Linked DNA regions of Pan troglodytes: region 2 is linked to region 1. Evidence: chromatin contacts called from public Hi-C data. All regions are on one chromosome and are shown on one strand. Each heading gives the region's core, a stretch centred on a gene start, on an enhancer-like site or on the middle of the called end of the contact. The rest is flanking DNA. Distances are from core to core; before and after follow the strand shown.

Region 1 (4,547 bases), core at 309-2,808:
GGGGTACCCACCGACAAGGCTTGTGCAACTTCTCCATTGTTTACAAAGCAGGCATTTCACCAAAACAAGGCTCTTTAGTTTGGTGATGTTATACAAAGAGTGCAATATTTAGGACATATTTATACTAAAATATTGTTCATTGTTTATCTGAAATTCAAATTCAACCTTTGTCCTGTATTTTACTGGCAAACCTAGGAGGGTGGGGAGCCTTCCAGAAGGGATACAAAACCACCTACCCAACCTGTGATGACAGCCTACCCACACCTCTCCCGCAAGGTGAAACCTACACTACCATCAGCACAGATGAAGGACAGGCTCACATTTCAAACGGAGAGTCAAGGGGGTTCAGGATGAAGATGCGACAAAGAAGTGCTCCCAGCTCCCTGCATCCAGCCTGGGCTCTGGCCCAGTTCCCAGACCAAGGGTCTAAGCATACATGATGTAAGTAGCTCCTACACCTACCTGTCCATCACCTCCAGGAAGTATTGTAGCCCTCACCCTGTGACACCTTCCCCGAAGTACATCTGTGGTCCCTACAGCAACATTTTTAAATTTTAATCTTGACTATGTAAATGATAGCTGTAAATGATTATGCAAATGGTTCACTGTAAAAGAAATGGAAAATAAAGGAAACCCTAAGTGAAAGAACAAGAGGCAATCCTATTGTGCTGAAATGCTCTCTTGCAGTCTTTTCATATGCATATATGAACTTCTATTTACATAGCTGGCATCATACCATACATTCATGGTTTTCCCTTGTTTTTACTCCAGCTGTTTTTTCATTTGACATCATCTCATTCAACTCAACTTTAGTCAATAAATATTTACCAAATGTCTGCTATAGGCGCCTCACTGTGTGCGGAGCAGTAAACAAGCCTGACACAGTCTCTGCCCTGTGATGCTGTGGTTCAGGGTGGGAGTCAGAGACTGAACCAGGGAGATAAAAAGTGAATTAAATAGTCTCCTACAAAGTCTGCAATATAATTCAATTGTACATTTTGCTTTCGAGGAAATATGTTCTTAGAAATACAGAGAGAATATTTTAAAGGGTTATATTTAAAGTAAATATTTTGTGTATGACTCTAAGTCGTAGAACATTTAAGTGAAAATAGGTATTGCCTATTTGAATTTATTTGTGCCTCACGTGAACCCCAAGGCTTCCTGGGATTGCTACTTAACAAAGCACTGTGATGTCTGAAGGGCCAACATGTTCTTCTACCACATGATTTTGGGGTCTGCCTCCAACACTTCTGTGTGACACTTTTGTGTGAATAGACTATAAGTTCTTTAACACGTTATAGATAAACATTTACATTGATTCTAAACATTTACTTTTATAATAACAGAGCAATGAACATCTTTGTGCATGAATATCTGTGTGTGCAAACCTGATTATTTATTTGGGATAAACTCTATCATCCACATAAAGAATGAGTCTGGGACAGAAATTGGCTGGTTATACACAAAACCTACTTCCTCATTCTCCCGGGCACAGGCTAGACTACATTTCCCAGCCTCTTTTGTAGTTAGGGATGGCCACATGACTCATTTCTGGCCAATGGAATGAAGGCGGAAGTGATGTTTCCATCCCCACTGGGCCTGGCTGGAATGCCTCCCGTGTGTGCTCCTCCATGTTCTTTCTACTTCTTGTAAGAATCTGTAGAAGCCACGTGTTGAAAATGGAAGAGTCCCAATTTGGAAGGAGGTTGGGTGCTTCTATCACCATTTGAGGAAGAATTACCCACTAGCTGATCAGGGATCAGCCATTTTGAACATTACACAAGCAGGAAATGAACTTCTATTGTGGTAAGCCACTGAGATTTTAAGTTTTATCTGTTATAGCCACTAGTGTTAACTAATACAGGAGTCCTGCCTTCACTTCCCCTGCCTGAGTCCAATCCAGGTATGCCCAGCTGGGCATCTCAGGTGGTAGAAATGCCATGGTCCTCACTCAAAGTTTCCTCTCCATTCGCGTATGCACCTATCCACAGGAACCAAGCCCCAGTCTTTTTCCTGATAGTCTTCCTCCCTAGGAATCATCCCAAAAGCTGAGCCTCAGTGGAAGCTGCCCTACCCAGATATCCACCTGGGAAGACCCCAGAGAAAGCCACTGGCTGCCTACCCTGGGATTTGCTTTGTAACCTCTGCATCTAGAAGACCAGCACCAATTTCTACTCAAGGAACAAAAAGAATCTATACACATCACAGAATAAATAACCCCACAGATTACAAATAACCCATTCTCCAGGCTCACTGGCCTCATTCTATGCCCGGAAACCTCTGTGTCATTTTGTCTCTATATCTCTTTCATCAGAAAGCAAAATGCACAATGTAGCTCTGTTCTGGGAAGAGCTATGGGTTACTGCAAATGGAAGCGTCTGACTATGACTGCCGGACTGCCTGGAGTTTGGGTCAGCAGGGGATGTCAGCTTTTCAATCCCTCTCTAAAAGCCCCTTCCCCCAACTATGCATTAGGGAGACTTCTCTGTAGCTGGAAGACAGACGCTTAGTGTTCCTTCCTGGAGGCTGCAAGCCCATCCATCCTTGTGCTGTGATTGCCATCTTGTGGCAGAGAGACAACAAGGCAATGGGGGAGGACCCAACCAATGATGAGCCTCCCAAGAGCACCACGAGATGATGGTCAAAATCAGAGTTCCTTCCAAAGACCTTTCCTTTGTCTGCCCCCGCCACCCACCACCAAAAAAAAAAAACGTCCTGCTCTCTGTTTACCATTCCCCAAATCATATGCTTTGGGGATTCTCTGCAACTGGTTTTTTTATTTAGCTATTATAAAAATGATACATGCCCATCATTTACAAATTTAGGCCGGGTGCAGTGGCTCATGCCTGTAATCCCAGCACTTTGGGAGGCCAAGGTGGGTGGATCACAAGGTCAGGAGATCGAGACCATCCTGGCCAAAATGGTGAAACCCCGTCTCTACTAAAATACAAAAAATTAGCCAGGCGTTGTGGCGCGCACATGTAGTCCCAGCTACTCAGGAGGCTGAGGCAGGAGAATCGCTTGAACCCAGGAGGCAGAGGTTGCAGTGAGCTGAGATTGAGCCACTGCACTCCAGCCTGGGCGACAGACCCAGACTCTGTCTCAAAAAAAAAAAAAAAAAAAAAAATTGAAACATGACTGAAGAATTTAAAGACTAAAGTCAAAAGTCACCCCAAATGCAGCCACTCTGAACTACCAGCATTAGTATACGGGGCAAGTCTCTGCAGACATCTCTCCATGCCACTGACAAGCAGAGAAGCAGATGGCCCAGTAGCGGTTCAGAGCTTGGGCTCTGGTGCCCGGCTGCCGGGGTTCCTGGTTGGCTTTGCCACTTCCTAATTTGTGACCTTAGGCAAATTCCTCAACCTCCATGTATCTTATGTTCTCACCTTAAAAACAGGGACGACAGTGGCATCTCTTACAGAATGGCTATAGGGACTTCCTCTGCAAACCTCAGAGCACAGTGCCTGGCACTTGGTAAACATTCACATGTCAGCCACTGTTAATGATGGATGGATGAACGGGCAGATAGTAAGATATACTTTTAGGAGAAGGATGTTTAATGTTGCATGTTACCTTTTTTTTCAGTTTTATTTTTCCCCTTCTTTTCACAGATGGTGATGCATGTTACTTTTTACTTTAAAGAAAAAAGTATGAACTGTGAAAAGAACAGGATAGGGAATCCATAATTGGAGAGGCTAGGAACTGAGTAGCTGAATCCTCCTGGGTCCACAGGTGATTAGCCACATGTCTCCTGACTGGCTCTTCCTCCCCATCTGGTTTCCCCCTGCCACCAGCATGCCACCAGAGATGCTGCCCCTAGCTGTAGCAGTTCCCACTTAAGCCGTTCTCAATCAGGAGGAAAAAGGTGTGCTAATAACCAACCAGGGAGAAACGGAATCAGGAAAGAAAACCCATCCTGCTGCTGGCACAAATCTCTGAGAGCCAGCACCGATGCATTGCTCTGTCCAGGGGCTTCAAGGCCACTGAGGAGGATGAAAGAAATCAGTGACCATTTCTGCAGTTGTGAAAGGCAGCGGGCATACCACACCTCCTCACTGCCTTCATGTACTGCCCACTAACTGTGTATGATGCAGGCCTTCTCCCAGCCCCTAGCAGAACACGGACCTGCCCTGGCTCTGACTCCCCAGAACCCACAGTCAGGTGACTGGACCTCTTTCCACTCCAAACTGTGGGTGAGATGGCCAAGTGATGCAGAGCTGGCCATCACCAGGGCCAGCCTGCTTTCCAGCCCTCTGGCTTCCCCATCCAGGATTTGAAGAGTAAACCCAGAGTTTCCCAAAGCAGTCAAAGGAGCCCTGAGAAGAGTCACAGGGACGGAAGGAAAGTTCCTGCCACATAAGAATGGGGCATAAAAGGCTATGTCCAATTCCCCTTAGGAATCCCATACACCTGTAGGGAAAAAAAGAGGCTGGCAGGCTGGGAATGTGCTCACAGAAACAGCCAGCCTTTGGGAGAATGCCAAGTAGCAAGGGCATGGACACTCCCTCTTGCCCAGGACAGAGGCACACACCCTGGGGCCGCTA
Region 2 (4,608 bases), core at 1,986-4,485, 790 kb before region 1:
CTGAGTTATTTTCTGTATTAAGATGGTGAATTTCTCAGAAAAACATATAGCAACCTACTCTAGAAATGTAGTAGCCTAGAAATGACTCAAAAATGTATGGCTCTTTCTTCTAGCAATTGCTAGTATGGAATCAATATGTTGGGGACTATTGTATTCACTGCTGTATTCCAAGTGCCAGAACCAGAACTGACATCTAGCAGGTGCCAAAATTCTATCATTAGAAACGCTTTTGATTACTTCTGATTCCCAGTGATCTTTTCCTTATCCCAACTAATGTAGTTGGGTTCTAAATTGCATTGTCTACCATTAAATTTTAATACCACCTTTGATTAACTTCCAGCTGTCATATGTGTACTTCTGTTCTCTTTAAGTGCAAAATAACCTCCCCAAGATGATATTTTTCATTTTACAGAGCATATAAGGAAGTGGTGTGACATGACTTCTGAGTTTAGACTTTCCAGCTATGGTCTCTACACTACTGATTTGCAGCTGTGCAGCCTTGGGCAAATAACTACCCTGGTATTGTTTTATTGTCAGTAAAAGGGAAGTGATAATAACATTTATCTCACGGTCACATTATGATGATTAAATGAGATAATTTATGTAAGGGATTCAGAATGCTTCACACATAATCTTCACACATAACAATCAATACACATAATACTTCACACACAACAATCAATACACTCAAACTTTTTTTAAACTAACAAATACTGTCATATGAGTTGGTCCCTTTCTTAAAAACTGAAAGCACTTAGTGGCAGATCACAGATTAAATATTCTTTGGGAATGCTAGAGGTGAGTATGCAGACTGAAAGGGTGGAAATAAAGTATTATTTTACTGGCATTGGCTCTTAAAGCAGAATATAGAGGGATATATGGTCTGCAGATTTTTTGAAAGCAAGGATAATGCATTTTCAATTACAAAGCCCAAGCATCTTGCCACAGTGTTTGACACATATATAATAATTGCAGAATTCATTAGTAAATGAGTGGGTAGTGACATAAAAATTCAGGCACCATGCTTCTGCTTCCAGAGGAGAGACCTCTTCTGCCAGCCTATCTCCCCACCCAAGCAGGGATGGTAGGTCGCTGTCCACGGTTCTGAACTCTCACCAGGCTGGAATCTGCTCATCTTTGTCAGACTGCTTTTTTTTTTTTCTTTCTCCCTCTCTCCTCACAAAAAAAAAGAAAAAAGAAAGAAAAAATAATAATAATTCTTCATGCAGTCTACTTTCAAGGCACGGAGACAAACGCCCCCATATATTTCCCAAATGGGCTAATTCTCACTATCCGGAATTCTTTTAATGTTCTGAAGTTTCATGCTTTTCCCTGCTGAGCCTGGAAGCTCCCTACATAAGAATGCTGGATTTATTTCATCTGGGCCTAGATTTTTAATGTGTTGACCACCTAGAGTCCTTGGCCTTTGTTTCACAGAACAGATCTCACGGCCACATCTCCTTCTTTAAGAGTAGGCAGGTCTGCCGGCGATTCCTTTTTCGAATCCCTAGAGTCGGTGGGACTACGTAGCTCTGGCTCCCGCAGCCGCCCAGCCCAGAGAGCTCAGAGAGCTGCTGATCTGCTCTACGTTCTCTCTTGTTCCTCCCTCTTCTCCCCGCCACTCAGCAAAAAGACCCGCCAGACTCCTGGGCAGTTGGAGTCCCTTCAAGAACCCTGGGAGCACTGTAATGTAACTCCTTTAGCTCCCACTCCGCACCCTCAGATGCCGCACAGCCTGGGTGCTGGGATCAACACGGGAAGATTCACTAGATTGACTCTGTGCGGATGAACGGGCACCCTTTCCTTCCCCTCCTCCATCTCCACTTATCTATCTTTTGTGCAGTTCTTAGACCGAGGTTTATACTGAAATAGCTTCTAAACATCAAATATTAAAAGTGGATAAAAAATCCCCGCGGGGTATGTGTGTGTTTGTGTTTGTTATGTGTGTGTTCATCCGCGCTTGTGCAAAATCTCCTAACGTCACAGTTCCCAATCGGGACAAGCGCGCCGAGAAATCCTGGATCTTCCCAGGGATTCCCTCTACGCTCCCTCCTCTTCTTCAATAACCCCAAAGAGGTAGGTTTGAGCTTTCGCAAACCACCACTGCAGCGATGGAAGCAAACAAATCTGTTGAGATTTTGTCTTTCCCCTTTCGTTCCCAGCCCTCTTAGGCAAGCAGTTCTGAGCACAGGGTTTTCTTCAATTCCCCTGCATCCACACTGCAACCGGGTGCAAGTCTTTCCTAGGTTGTAGACAGCCCGCCTCCCCACGAGACCTTCTGCGGACTGGCTGCCCCTGGCCTCGGCCTGGGTGGGTGGGTGGTGCTCGCGCCGCCTCTACTTTCCCCTGGGGCCCTGGAGAGCCGCGCGCTCGGTGTGTGTGCGTGCGCGCGCGGGTTTGGTGGGGAAATCTCCTTCAGTGGAAGCTGCTGAGTGTCGTTGGCGGAAAGTATCCTGGAGCCCAGCAAAAGCCTCCAAAGCACTAGAGCTTCCCTAAAGAAAAGCAGAATAAAAGAAGGACAAGAAGGGAAGCCCGTTCCTCTAAAGCCCAGGTTTCCAATAGTCCCGGATCCTCCTGGAGTTGGGCGAAGGCGCAGTTGGCAGCAGCCGCTGCTGGTACCCGGACTTGGAAAGGCGGTGTTCCCCCTTTTCGGGAGGAGGGAGGCAGGGACTTGCAGGCAAGAGTTGCACCTGGTCTAGGAACCTGCAGAGAAAAGAACTCTGGGGTAAGTAGTGTTCTGGCACTGGAACGGAAAGGGGTAAGGGGGGGGGCATGAGAGGGACGAAATGGAGAGGGCAGGGAATGAATTATGCAAAAAAAAATCTCCAATATTTCGCAGCGGAGGGAGAGCACAGCACAGCACTCCCAGGATGAGTCCTGCCTGGGTCTCCCGCGCCGAACCCGCAGCACGAAGTTCTTTTTAAGAAGAGAAACTCGAAAATCCTGGAGGGTAACAGAGGCAGCCAGGGCGGGGCGGAGTGCGGAGGCGGCTGCCAGGGACTGGGGCCGAGGCGGCGGCCAAGGTGGCCTGAAGCTGTGACACCCAGCCTCCTCCTCCTCCTCCTCCTCATGGCCGCGCTCAGCCTCACCTCCCCGCCCGGGCCTCCTGCCTCCGCCCCCGGGTGCCGGGCTGCGGAGCTGACGCTGGGACTCCCGGCGGCGGCGAGGACGCTCACCTGGCCAAGCCTCCTTCTCCTCCTCCCCCTCCCGCCCCCACCTGTCCTCCTCCTCTCTGAGTTGGGAAGCGTAGGGATCCGTAGGCGAGGAAATAACGACCCCTGCAGTTGTACTGCGGAAAATCTCGGCAGCGGCGCTAGTTGCGGGCGATGGAAGCCAGGCAACTGGGGGTTCTGAAGAGTTCAGGAAAATAGCAGAGGAGCAGGAAGGGCGCGCGCGACCTGGAGAGTCCGTGTGCCCCCACCGCGCCCCAGTCCCCGGGGCCCAGCCCTTCCCCTCGGCGCCCTGGACGCACTGCCGGAACCCGGCTGAGAGGCTGCAGGCTGCGCGCGGACTTGGGGAGCAGGGAGGGTCGGCGGAGGCTGCCGGCGGCTGGCGGTTTCGGGCAATAATCCCTGCCTCTCTTTCTCTGTGTGTCTGCTGTGTCTGCTCCTTCCCCGCCCCCCGGAAGCAGGAGAAGAACGGCCCCGGAGCGCAGCAGCCACCCTCCGACCATGCCCCGATGAGGGGGGCGGACTTCGAGGGCAACTTGCCGCGGACTGCCTGGGCTTAGCCAGCGAGCTACGCGCTCCCGGGAGCCCGGAATTGCACGGCGCGGCCCGGCGGGGGGCTATCGTCTATGTCTTCTTGGGGCGCCAGACGAATCGGGGTCTCGTTTTTGCTGGAAGAGCCCAGTGTTGGTGGCTTCAGGTGGCTGCTGCCGCCGCCGCCGCCGCCGCCGCTGCTAGTGCGGTTTCCGCCGCTGGTGCGAAGAGAAGAGACACGCGAGCGGGGAGACCTCCAAGGCAGCGAGGCATCGGACATGTGTCAGCACATCTGGGGCGCACATCCGTCGAGCCCGAGGGGAGATTTGCCGGAACAATTCAAACTGCGATATTGATCTTGGGGGTGACTGTCCCTGGCCGGCTGTCGGGTGGGAGTGCGAGTGTGCACTCGCTCGGAAGTGTGTGCGAGTGTGTATGTGTGTGTGCCGTGTCGGGCTCCCCCCTTCCCCCCCGGTTTTCCCGTCGAGTGATGCACTTGGAATGAGAATCAGAGGATGGAAATAGTCTGGGAGGTGCTTTTTCTTCTTCAAGCCAATTTCATCGTCTGCATATCAGGTACGGGACGCGCCGAAGTCACTGGCTGATTTGGATTATGTTGTGATGTCTGGGGTGTATGGGGTTTTATTGTATGTAGCCGCGGGGCAGAGAGAGGGGTGGCGAGACCCTTTCAGTTCTGCGGGTTTGCCGCCTTCAGAATCAAAAATCTTCTCAGCCCAAGGGTGTGTGAATGTGTGTGTGTGTTGGGTGGGGGGCGGGGGGTGGTTAGGATGTGTGTGCAGTCCTAGAAGGGTGAAGGAAAAAGTGGTGGGGGATGAGAAAGAAGAGGCAGATGGGTGTTGATTTTCAACTGCTTTCCTGGCTGAGAACTCTGGCGCCGAAATCCGAG

Evidence for each region. Hi-C and Micro-C count contacts between places; a contact is called where the count stands out from the background.
Region 2: a contact with region 1 is called in a Hi-C map of induced pluripotent stem cells, with 1.8 times the contacts expected there. The contact joins the promoter of CA10 here to the enhancer-like site in region 1. A contact is called at or near these places in 1 of 7 Hi-C or Micro-C datasets (induced pluripotent stem cells) and 1 of 1 datasets of contacts at active chromatin or transcription factors (stem cell-derived excitatory neurons).

The regions. Positions count from the first base shown.
Region 1 is chr19:64,507,707-64,512,253 of NHGRI_mPanTro3-v2.0_pri, reverse strand. No RefSeq gene overlaps it. Among named protein-coding and RNA genes, the nearest start is that of UTP18, 110 kb to the right of the region's middle. Within about 2 kb of position 1,558, at least 10 of the 24 cell types and tissues checked have an H3K27ac peak or open chromatin away from gene starts, as enhancers often do. A contact at or near this core is called in induced pluripotent stem cells, where this site is marked.
Region 2 is chr19:65,301,891-65,306,498 of NHGRI_mPanTro3-v2.0_pri, reverse strand. It overlaps CA10 (carbonic anhydrase 10), which reads left to right and starts at 3,235. Exons shown (of 9, transcript XM_001171455.7): 1 at 3,235-4,277. The coding sequence starts at 4,217.